2 separate regions of the Sus scrofa genome follow, and region 2 is linked to region 1. The links are chromatin contacts, called in public HiChIP or PLAC-seq maps. All regions are on one chromosome and are shown on one strand. Each heading gives the region's core, a stretch centred on a gene start, on an enhancer-like site or on the middle of the called end of the contact. The rest is flanking DNA. Distances are from core to core; before and after follow the strand shown.

Evidence for each region. HiChIP or PLAC-seq counts read pairs in DNA pulled down with a chosen protein or histone mark.
Region 2: a contact with region 1 is called in an H3K27ac HiChIP or PLAC-seq map of alveolar macrophages. The contact joins the promoter of UPB1 here to the promoter of ADORA2A in region 1. A contact is called at or near these places in 2 of 5 promoter capture datasets (both in liver), 8 of 47 Hi-C or Micro-C datasets (embryonic fibroblasts, fetal heart ventricle, heart right ventricle and 2 more) and 1 of 2 datasets of contacts at active chromatin or transcription factors (alveolar macrophages).

The regions. Positions count from the first base shown.
Region 1 is chr14:49,463,865-49,469,952 of Sscrofa11.1, reverse strand. It overlaps ADORA2A (adenosine receptor A2a), which reads right to left and starts at 2,767. Exons shown (of 3, transcript XM_003483462.4): 1 at 1,019-2,767. It overlaps SPECC1L (cytospin-A), which reads right to left. Exons shown (of 16, transcript XM_021073804.1): 16 at 5,988-6,088.
Region 2 is chr14:49,530,607-49,536,694 of Sscrofa11.1, reverse strand. It overlaps UPB1 (beta-ureidopropionase), which reads right to left and starts at 3,487. Exons shown (of 10, transcript XM_001929254.6): 1 at 3,251-3,487. The coding sequence starts at 3,354.

The sequences.
Region 1 (6,088 bases), core at 1,518-4,017:
GGGAGGGAGAGCGGCCTGAGCTCCTGCGGGGCAGGAACACAGGCCCTGTAGGTGGAAGTGGCCTGGGCACCCTGCGATGGGGAGGGAGAGCTGACTGAGGGGCCAGCCCAGTGCTCTCCCAGACCAGCTCCAGTCTAGGGGATGGGGTGGAGACTCTCCCTCACTCTACTTCTCCTTCTTTCTTCCCCATGAGCCCTGGCCTCCACCTTCCTTCCACTGTAAAGTCGGGGAAACAAGTCTAAAGCGCGCTGGCCGCGCCCGTGCTCAGGCATCTCTGCTCCTCTGGCCCGGGCCCTCCTGGATCCCCTGGGCATCCTGCGCCAAGTCCCTCGAGGGCCGCCACCATTCCCGCCATTCCTACCTCGGCTCGGGACAGCCCGGCGGCCGGCCAGTACAGTCGGAGCCAGCCCGGCCTCTCCTGTGTCCCCCGAGTCCGGTTCCCGCCACCACTGCCCACCGGACGAGGCCGCGCTCGGTCGGCGTCCAACTCCCCTTCCTCGCGGCGCCGCAGGCGCTCGGGACGCCGTCTGCTCCCCCAGCCTCCCCGGACGCCGGCCGCGCCACCTGTAGGAGCCTCGTCGGAGGGGTCGGCCGCACTGCCCAGCCCAGCGCAGCCCAGCCCGGCGGCGCCCCCCGAGGGCTCCTCCAGCGCTCGGGCCCCGGACGCACCCGCGACGTTCCTGCCGCGCGCCCTCGCCCCTTCCCCTCCCCGCCTCCCCTGTGCACCTTCCGGTCTGGTTCGGGGCGGCCCGGAGGGTCCGCGCACTGCCTCCCGTCTGGGCCGAGGTCGGAGGCCGCGCCGGAGCCGCCCCTGCGCCCGCCGTTCCCGCCGCCGCGGTCTGGGCTCGGACCGGCTCTCGAACTCGCTCTCGGAGCGGCGGGAAGAGACGGGGCGGCGGGGCACCTGAGGGAGGGGACCCGCGCCGCCCGCCATGCCGGCCCAGCAGCTCCGACAGACCCACGCCGCCAGGCAGCCCTCCTGAGACTCTGGGGACCCCGGACCCGGGACCCCTCTGACCTGCTCCTCGCTCGCCGGCTCCCGCGGTCTCCGCCGCAGCTCCGGCTGCGACTTCGACTCCGGCCGCGCCGCCCGCGGCCGCCCCCTGCAGGCGACTTCCAGGCTCGCGCGGCCCTCGACTCGCCCCGCCCCGCCGCGCGGGGAAACCGAGGCCCGAGGGCGCCAGGGCGACCGGCCCGCCAGCCCCGCGGACGCCCTCCGCGCCCTTCTCCGGCCACCTCCACCCGCGCCACGCCCCTCCCTTCCGACGAGTCCTTGCCCAGGGGCCCGGGCCCCCGCTCCCTCCTCTCCAAGAAGCCCCCAGGGCTGCCCTCGCCGCTGAGATCCTTCCGGAGCACATCCTGGGAGCGGGGCGGGCCGGGCCCCGACGTCATCCTGGGAAGCGCCCTGTGACCGCGCCTCCTCAGATTTTTTCATGGATCCCCAGTTCCCGAAGGAGAAAGTTCAGTATCCTTACAAGGGCCCGAAGGGACATGCCTGCCATAGAGCCCCAGCCTTGTCCTCCCTTGCTGAATCTGGTGGGTTGCGTGTGCCGGTGCCTCGGTTCAAAGGATGCTTCTGGGAAGCCGGCCTCAACTTCCAGTGACCCCTCTGAGACCTCCCCGGCTCTGGGGCCTGGTCAGGCCTTCCACCTTCCCAGCCCGCATCGCAGACCATCCTGGAATCTCAGGCCCCGTCCCCCAGATCCACGTTGTGGATTCCAGATTGGGAAGGACCTCACATGGATTGGACCTCAGCACAGCCGCAGGAGGAGCCCCTCTTCCACCCTTGAATCGGGAGTAACCCCAGTTCTGTGCTCAGCAGGACAATTGCTCAGAGGCCAGGGGTGCTGGTAGCTAAGGGCTCACAGGAACCTTGCATTCTCAAATCTCCTGGGACCAGCAGAGTCACACATGGGAGCAGGGCTGTGCAGCAGCCCTGCAGGCTGGGAGGGCCAGTGGGAAGAGAGAGCCTCCACAGGCACTCGGCCAGCTGCTCCAGCCTCAGATGCAGAGCCCTAGGAGATGCCCCTCACTTGCCAGGACCCAGCCTCCAGTGCCTGGCAGCCTCCCCTGCTCACTCCCTCCAGCCAGCTGGGTCCCCTGCTCCCCGTTTCCCGATGTTCAGTGTCCCTGCACCCACTCTGCCCCTGTTCAGGACCCTGACATAACTCAAGGAAAACCCGAGACTTCATGGGACAAGGCACATGAGAATGTTCAAATTGGGAAGTCCCCTGTCCCTGGCTGCCTTTCCAACCCCCCACTTGGCCTGCAGACCCCTTACCCCCATTCACTGGGTCCAAGCCACCTACTGGCAACAGCAGGCTGTGCTGTCCTGTCCTCCCGCACTCATGAAGGCACCCCCCTTCCTGTGGCTTAGTGAAGGAACTCCCCCTCTAGGTGGGCCACTGCCCCTGGGAACACCCCGGGGGATGCCCTGGCCTTGTGGCTTTCCTGCCCGCCCTAAGGGACCTGCTGCCTCACCTGTAAAACGAGACTGTTGTCTTCTGCTCTGTCACCTCCTGAGCTGTGCCACCAGTCAGAATCCAAGGGACCTGGGGAAGCAATGCCCACCAGGGGAGCCTCCCCCAGGCTCTGCGTTCCCTCACCTGCTCTCCGGGCATTGCAGGGAGCAAACTCCTACAGCTGAGACAAAACCCTCCTGCCCACACCTGGGGCCCATATCCACTCAAGGCCTCACTCAAACACACAAGGAACAACTCCTCTCGGAGTTCCCACTGTGGCTCAGAGACGAATCTCACTAGCATCCATGATGACACAGGTTCGATTCCTGGCCTTGCTCAGTGGGTTAGCTGTGGTATAGGTCACCGACAAGGCTCAGATCCCGAGTTGTGGTGTAGGCCGGGAGGTGTAGCTCTGATTGGACCCCTAGCCTGGGAAACTCCATGTGCTGTGGGTGAGGCCCTAAAAAAATAAAATAAAATAAAAATAAAAAGACAAAAAGGAACAGCTCCTCTTGAGAGTCACCTGGGGCCCAGACAGGACTACAGGTGGTTCATTGGGCAGAGACCAACACTCAGCAAATGCTGGGGTCACTCTAGTCTCCAGTGTGGGCTGCTATGAGGCTCTTCCATGCAGTTTCCATTCTGGAGCCTTCCCTTGTAGAACTCCCCATGTGTGGCCGGCCACACCCAGTGCCCAAGGGCTGAAAGCTTGGTTTCTGCACCTGGCCCTCAGAGAGCACCCTCTGTGGTGAGTACCCCAGGCCTAGGGTGGTCAGTAGGGCCTAGCTTGCTTTCAGCCCTTGAGCCAGCTCCCTAGGCCCTGGAACCCACCTGCTCTTGAGGCAGCAAAGTCCCCAGCCTTCCCCTACTGCAGCTTAAGGCGGGAAGCGTCCTGCGCGAGTTGCCATGTGTCTTAAAGTCTCCAATGAAGCCATTGCCCAGGGACAGCCCATGACAGGAAGCAGGTACACAGGAGGGCTGTTCACGGTCTGCCTCCCCCAATAACACCCCTCCACCCCGCTGTCTTGCCAGGTCTGTGCTCTTGGCCTTGTGGGTACTCCCCAGGTGTCAGACCGGGGCTGGGGGAGCACTGAGGGTGGTGGGTGTCCCGTCTCCTACCTCTGGGCCTTGGTTTCCCTGCCCAGCCCCAATCCAGGCCGTGAAGGCTGTGGGTGCCCGCCCTTCCTTCCGTCCAGCCCTGGCTCCCCAGGCCCGGCAGTGGGGCCAGCTGGGCTCTCCTGCTCCAGAATTCCGTTCTCAGATTCCTGCCCCGCAACCCGCTCCCACCCGCTTTTTGTTCCTGTCCAGGATGCACCTGGTGGCCTCTGGCCCCTGATTGTTTCTCTGGGGCCAGCTGGGCCGCATCAGGGAGAAAGCACGCCTGACCCAGGATGAAGGGCCCAGCGTCCCTGGGGGCAGCCAGGCCACCCTGAGGTACTTGCCGACTCCTCCTCCAAATGAGGGGCTCTGCTGGCCTCGCTCAGTGGGTTAAGGATCTGGTGTTGCCGTGGCTGTGGTGTAGACTGGCAGCAACAGCTCTGATTGGACCTCTAGCCTGGGAACTACCACATGCCGAGGGTGCGGCCCTAAAAAAAAAGACAGATGGGGGGCTCTGGAATTAAGGAAGTGGAAGGACCTCACGGAACTCCAGTTCATGCCCAGACTAAGGCCCCCAAAGCAGAAGCACACAAGGCTGCTCCCTGGGTGCCTGAAGCCGGGCAGCTGCAGGACCACCCCATCTTCGAGTCCAGCCCTGGGAAGATGCTCCTGGAGTCAAAGGGCAGCACCGCTGGGAATCCTGTGTCTCTGAGCTGACCTGGGCGCGTCAATGTGGATATGGAAACCAGAGCCAGGTGGGAGGGGAGCCTTGTCCTGGGCTGTGGAGGCTCTTCAAGAGAACAACGGCCTGAAGCCTAGACCCAGGCGCCAGCATAGCAGCAGCTGTCAGAACTTCAAAGTCACCCCCTCCCCACTCTTCCCGCAGCCCAGCACCACCCAGTTTAAGATGAGGTCTGAAGAGACCCTTCCTGGGGTCACCGTGCTACAGAGGTGGTAGAGTGCTGCTGGCAGACTGGAGACTTGGGTGTCCCTGCTTCCTGCCTGACGGGGTGCTGGTGAGGTATCATCCTGAGCCCCTCCCCAGCTTCTGGCTCTGAGCTCCAGGCTTCCAGACATCATGGTGTCTCCCTGCCTGGAGCCCTGGAAATGCAGACACCATCACCCAGAGTCTCCTGGCCCGCCCATGCCCCTGCTCTGGGCCTGGCACAAGTCAGGTGGCAGACAGCAGGCCATGCCTGCTCACCCTCCACTCCTGACCCTCCCTCCACACCCAGCCTGCTCCCCCAAGTGCTCCCAGCCAGGGGGTTGGGCTGGGCTCAGGGAGGTGGAGCCTTGTCCTCCTGTGTGCCCACCTCACCTCCTGCACCTGGGTGGGTGCTCTGGCCAGTGCTCTCCCAGCACCCCAGAGCCTGACCAGAGCCCACACCTCACCCACCTGACCCAGAGCACAGGGCCTGTGAGCAAGAGTAAAAGCCCTGATGTTTGTTCCTGTCATCCAGTAAAGGGACAGCCTCAGACAGTTTGGCCAGCCCGGGTGGCAGGAGCACCATGCCAGGAGGGAAGTGGGGCCCTGGGGTGACTCCAAGGGGCCAGGTCTCCAGTCGCCCCAAAGATCCTCTGGCACAGCAGGTGGAGGGTGGGGGGTGGTCTTGGGGAGGGGGCCCCGCACCTGAGGGACAGCAGCCAGGACAGCCAGGGCTGCCCCTGCTGCCTGAGGTGTTGGATGGGCCCCCCTTTGCTAGCCATCGCAGCCTCTCTGGCCATGGCAGTGGCCTCTACTGCAGCCCAGGAGGGAGCACTTGGTCTGCACCCCAGTCTCAGAGCACACACCAACTCCTTCCCCAGGTGTGGACCCAGTACTGGGGGGAAACCCTGAGCCTGGCTGGAGGGGGCTGCAGGCCCAGGAGGGGCACCAAGGTCACCCAGTGCACACAACACTGGATGCCATGGGCCTCTGCATGTGACACGTGACATGTGCAACGTGACGAGACACAGTGCCTGCCTGGCTGTGCTCTGAGGAGTCATTACTATTCTACATGAGATGCACGAAAGAAAGGCTCCACTGGTTGGTTGCCTGTGTGGTATAATTACTGACTTTTTTTTGTTTCTCTATAATTTTATATATTCTGAAAATTATCTCCAAAAAGATATATTTCTAAAAAAACCCAGAAAACCTCAAGGCACCCTCCTCCACCCAGAGCAGCACGTGTCTGGGCTACAAGTGGGGGACACAGGGGCTTCTGTTTTCGGGGACAGCTCAGGCGGTACTTCTGGGGCTCTGGTGCCCATCACAGGACCTTCATGGTGACAGGGCTGCCCAGACCATAGCCGTCCCAGATGCCTCCCACTCAGGTCCCCCCACTATCTCCTGGCCCATGAGCTCCAGATCAGGCGCCCTCCCTGCCACAGTCAGTCCCCGAGGCGGTGAGGGTTCTGTTCACAGGAGCCCGAAAAGCCCGAGCCTGATGCGTTCCAACAGTTTTAATACATTCAAGAATATTTAATAGAACAATATTAAAAAGTATCATCAGAAGCATCTGCAGAAGCCCATGGTGGAGAAAACAACA
Region 2 (6,088 bases), core at 2,238-4,737, 66 kb before region 1:
CCTGGGAATCTATGGGAGACTGTGACCCAGCCGATACCTTGATTTTGTACTTCTGGTCTTCAGAACCACGAGAATGCCTTTTTTTTTTTTTTTTTTTTTTTTTTTTTTGTATTTTTGCCTTTTCTAGGGCCGCTCCCGTGGCATATGGAGGTTCCCAGGGTAGGGGTCTAATAGGAGCTGTAGCTGCTGGCCTACACCACAGCCACAGCCACAGCACAGCAATGTGGGATCCAAGCCTCATCTGTGACCTACACCACAGCTACAGCAACGCTGGATCCTTAATCCACTGAGCAAGGCCAGGGATTGAACCCGCAACTTCGTGGTTCCTAGTCGGATTCGTTAACCACTGTGCCACGACGGGAACGCCAAGAATACATTTCTTTTGGTGTAGGCCACCCATTGTTTGGTCATCTGTTACATCATCCCTAACACCACCCATCAACCATCCCCAAAGCTGCTCCAGCCACCCAAGGGTCCAAGCCAGAAGCTGGCACCAGCCTCACTCCCACCCCCCACCCAGCCAGGCAGGCTCTCCACAGACTTCTGGAACCCTTCCTCGTCCCTACCCCCAGACATGCTGTCTGCTTTAGGCCCCCTCACCTTTCACCTGCCCTAGCAAATTCTCTGAAGTCTCCCTCCACTATCAGCACAAGTCCTGCTTCCTTCCTGGAGAAAAAGCTCCCAGGACCCATGCCAAGTATTCCTGCCTCCTCTCCTGGGCGGCCTCCACAGCACTCTATACCTAGTCCCCAAATGGGCATATCCCCTAATGTCTGCGCCTTGGCCCAGAGGACCTGAGCTCTTCCTGTCTCCAGACTAACTCCTCTATCTCTGTCAGGATGCAGCTCAAGCATGGCCCACAAAGCCTTCCCAACCTCCCCTCAACCTGGCTCATGTAAACTCTCTCCACAATGCAGGACAACCAAGAAAAGACAGAAAGCCCTTCAAGGGCAGGACCCACAGCTAACTCATCCTTCTGCCCTAGTGCCCAAGACAAAACAAACCCTCTATAAATTCTTGTTGAATGAACACATGCTTCTTGATTCTGGCTGTTTTAAAATTGAGAGTCAGCGTTCTCTGAGGATTTCATCTGTCTGGCTCAGGCAAAGGCTCATTTGGCTCAATCACTTAGCAAATATTTACTGAGCATCACCTTTGCACCAGGCACAGCCAAACATCAGGAGAGAAGCTGGTCTTGCACGGAGCATGGGGTGGGGGTGGGGGTAGTCCAGGAGAGGGGCTGAGGACTCGGGTCCATCAGGCCTTCACAGAGGCAGCCATGTCCAAGTCAGGTGGGGAGGAGTGAACAGGAGCTTAAGTGGGAGAAGAGTTTTTAATTTTTAATTTTATTTTTTGTTTTTGTAGGGCCACACCCGAGGCACATGGAGGTTCCCAGGCTAGGGGTCCAATCGGAGCTGTAGTCACCAGACTACACCACAGCCACAGCAATGCAGGATCCGAGCTGTGTCTGCGACCTATACCACAGCTCACAGCAACACCAGATCCTTAACCCACTGAGCAAGGCCAGGGATGGAACCCACATCTTCATGGATACTAGTTGGATTCCTTAACCTCTGAGCCATGACAGGAACCACTCAAGGGAGAAGCGTTTTTAAATGATTAATTTTATATCTGCACTTTGCAATCTGTTCCTAGCCAAATCCTACCCAATCACACAGATGGGGCAAGTACAAAGGTTTATACTCCAGTACTTGGAAGAGCTCAGTGCCGAGTGGAACAGAACCAAGAAAAGGGACTAGGAGAAGGAATGCAAAAGGGGAAGCATTTACTCAGTTATTGTGAACCAAGCCCCAAGAAGAGGCCTGAGGTGGGGGGCGCAGATAGAATTTGGCTCCTTTTCCCTCTACTTCCAGTCCCGCTGCCTCTGCAGCAATCCAAATGTGCCCATGAAGTTCTTCTTACATAACAGTCCTTACCTTGAGCTCTAGAATGAGCTCCAGCCAGTCAACCATGTGGAAAACCTTTCTCTTTTCCTAAGACTCTCCCTGACACCCTGGACCTGGGTCTTTTCCCAGGAGAGCATGCCCACTTCATCCTTAAACAAACCTAGTATCTGAGACACCTCTTGATTTAAGACACTTTCTTTGGGAGCCTCAACTCTAAGAGGGCTCCCTTGTGATGAGCTTTTCCAGGTGCGGTGAAAGCCCTAAAGGTCATCTGGTTCCAGCACCTCTCTTTGGGTATGAAGAGCTCTTCCTGACAGACTTCTGTATTGTGCCCGCTGCCAAAGGCAGCTGTTCTACTTTTACCATCCACTAGCAGTGAAAACACCTGTGACTCTGAGGCCTGTGCCCACCCCCATACTCCACATCAGTTGGTGGTTGGGAACCTCTGATCCAATCAACACCCTCAGTTCAGGTGAGCTGATCAGATTCCTCCCTCAAACCTCAAAGCTGCTGTTGTGAGGTCAGGGCACGAGCACTCTGGTGGGATTGGGGTTATGGGCAAGGACATGGAAGGACATTTAGTCAGGAGTTGCATGAGGTCAGCATTTGGATTTCATTCTCAGGGCTGTGGGAATCCCTTAGAGTTTTAAGCAAAGGAGCAACAGGATAAGATTTACATTTTCTGGTTGCTTTGAGAAAAGTACAATGAAGAGAAACAAGAGTGGCAGGGGAAGTGTCTTCCAGCTTTGTTCGCCCAGTGCCCAGCTCTGCACTTCCCTCAGAAGGTCCTAGTGATACACACAGCAGGTTGGGAGCAGAACAACCACTTGCTCTGAGCGAGGTAACTAACTCTTGTAACTTGCCAGTGGGAAAGGCTGCTTCACCAACCAGACTCAGGCCTCCACCTCTGAGGATCCACCAGAAGCTGGGTCACTGCAGGAAGGAAGGGCTGGGGCTTCTGGGCTGAGGTACTGACATAGACAGACACCCAGGGGACAGGCCTCGTCTGGGGAAGAAGCTGGTCACTGGAAGCTGGGAAAGAGAGTTGGGTGGTCATAGGCAAGAAGAGTAAAAACTGTCCTTTGTCTCCAGGAAACTGGGGGAGAATTGGCTTGTAAAGGTCACCCCTGGGTTGTACAACCCTGAGGTTCCAAAGCCAAGCTGTCACACAAGACTTCCTACTCAGACCTAGACCTAATCTGCTGGCCAACTCAGGACTGCACTCCCCCCTACCCCACCCCAGCTTCCACAGACCTCTTCAGATCCTGAAGCACTCTGCCTGGTCCCCTAGATCCACACCCCTTGACCCCAAGTCCCCCCTCCCCAACTTCTGTGACCCACACCTGGTCTCCTTGCCATAGAGGATGCGTTTGACCTCCCGCAGGTCTGCGAGTGGCAGATGCTTCTCCAAGCACTGCTCCAGCGACTCAAATTCGGCCCCCGCCATGTCTGGTGTCTGCAGCTGCCTCGTCCCGATCCAAACTGCCTGCTGCCCTTTGCCTCCAGTTGGAAGAGGAGGAGACAGTTGCCTGGCAGGAACTCCCTCCCTTCTCCTCTGGCCCAAAAGCCAGAGGAAGGCTCAGGTGCGGACACGCCCCCTCCTCGTGCCTGGGCCCAGCCAATCAGCACTCGGGACCTCGTGATGGTACTGACCCTGGCACCTCCTTCAACACGCGCCAGCCACACCCCTTCCGTCCTGGCCTCAGCCAGCCAGTCACCTGCAGCCCAAGGGCCTAGGCCACGTGCTGGCCTCACGCTCTCCTCACCCCAGGTTCCTGCCCTAGCGTGGGACAGAGGATGCGGCCTGCGGGAATGAAGGTAGGGATGGGCTGTGTCCTCAGGGCCAGGCCGTGCGTCCCAGAAGGACACTTGGCGCCATGGGGTTGACGCGGCCAAATGTCGTGCAGTCAGTATGGCAGGTGGGTGAGTGTCCTCACGGCCTTGTCCTGAGGGGTGGGCCTTGGAGGTGTCGCTCAGAGCCCAGGTGGCTCCCCAGCCGACCAAAGGTGCAGCCCCCTGTACAGAGCAGGCCTCATGCGCAGTAGGGCAGTGCCATGAGGGGCAGCTGGTCAGCCACTTGCCAACCTGGAACCCCAGTCGCAGGCCTCTGTGGATCTGAATCTCTCTGCCTCTCAGGGTTGTTTACCAGGGATGAGATGGGAACACAAACTCAAAGCAGGTACTGTGGGCCGGATGCTTCAGGTAGTTTACGGGAGCTGCTAACTCACAGGTTTAGGTCATTGCTTTGATGGATGCTAACCGCCGATTCTGGCATCTGGTGCAGACTCCGTGGAAGCATCTGGAAGGCTCCAGTCTAAGGCTGTGAGATAAGGCCATGCACAGACCAGCCAGACTGCATGCCTTTGTTCTGTGATTTAAGGTAGGGACAGACTTGTAAATGCAGCAGATTTAACTCCTTCGGTTTGCGCAAGGTAGACAAGAAACTCTGGAGCTCAGGGGAAGGAGTGACTTCTGGCCTAGAAAGGGAAATCATTTAAGACCACAAAGGAGAGGCTTCATGGCCCACTCAGAATGCTGGGTGGGTGGGGAAGTTCCTGTCGTGGCTCAGCAGTAGAGAACTGGACTAGTATCCATGAAGGCGCGGGTTCAGTCCCTGGCATTGCTCAGTGGGTTAAGGATCCGGTGTTGCCATTAAACTGTAGCATATGTTGCAAATGCGGCTTGGAACCCACGTTGCTGTGACTGTGGCGTAGGCCGGCAGCTGCAGCTCCAATTCAGCCCCTAGTCTGGGAACCTCCATATGCCGCAGCCAAAAAAAAAGATTGCAGCAGGGGGGTCTGAACCTGCCCTCTTCCTGCCTGCTCTCTTCTGTATGGTATTTCCTATTTTAGTTAATGGCCTCGCTGCCCACTCCATTGCCAAGCCTTCGGTAGTCATTCTAAACTCCTCCATGTTCTTTCTTTCCCCCATACAATCAGTTCTGCTAAATTTATCTCCTGGTTTTTGTTAAACTCCTTCCCTCTCCCACCTCATGCCTGCAATTGTGTCATCTTTTGCTTGAATTGCTGCCAGTCTTCCAGCTTAACTCTTTACCTCTGATGTCTATCCTTACCTGTCCTTCTCAAACTAAGATCTTAACATCTTTTGTGGCCTCTCATTCAGTAGCGCCCTGCCTGCAGTGACCTTCCATCTTCAGTTTTGTGAACTCCTCCCCATCCTCCAAGATGCAGCTTAGATTTAACCTCCTCTGGAAAGTCTTCTCCACTTGCGCCAGGAGATTTTAGATTCCACTAACCCTTGATGGATACCTCTGTTAGAGCATTTATCAAACACTATTGTGTAATTATTTCTGAGCTCTGGGCAGGAACTGGGTCTGATCTACTTTTGTATCTTCAGGGCTTTGGCACTGAATAAATGACTGTCGAAGGAATTAATTCTGAAGGGACTGAGGACAGATTCATTAAGGTGGTGACATTTGAGCTGGTCTTGGAAGCAGATGTATAAACTATTATTATAGTTAAATTGCTTCATCCATCTTTCCCTATTATTTGGTGACAGGTCACTCTCACTAGGTTGTTATAAACCAGGGTTTCACGAACACATACTTGAGAAGAATTTTTAAAAATTGTATTAACATTTTTGTATTTGCCCAATTTATTTTCACTTCAAATAATAAGGCACTTCACTAGATCCTTCTGTGGTTATTATTAAAAAAAAAAAAAAAAAAAAAAAAAAAAAAAAACTTTTAGGAAGTTCCCATTGTGGCTCAGCAGAAACGAGCCCAACTAGTATCCATAAGAATGTGGGTTCAAACCTTGGCCTTGCTTGGTGAGTTAAGGATTCAGCTTTACCCGTGAGCTGTGATGTAGGTCACAGACACAGCTTGGATCCTGCGTTGCTGTGGCGTAGGCCGGCAGCTGTAGTTTCCATTCGACCCCTAGCCTAGGAACTTCCATATGCTGCAAGTGTGGCCCTATAAAGCAACAACAACAAGACTTTGAAGCTCTCCCCTAGTTTCTTTTTGCAAAATCCAGCCAAAGCCCAAAGGTTTTAATTGCATGCAAGCATACTTGAGTGAAGGGCTCTTCCTTGTTTTGAAGACCGGCTCCTTCTGTAGCAGCATGGTGTGGTTTATGGATATATAATCATTTGTTAATGCTATACAGACATGAACAGGAAGGATGGACTACACCACGGCCTGAGTAGTGGTTACCTCTGGA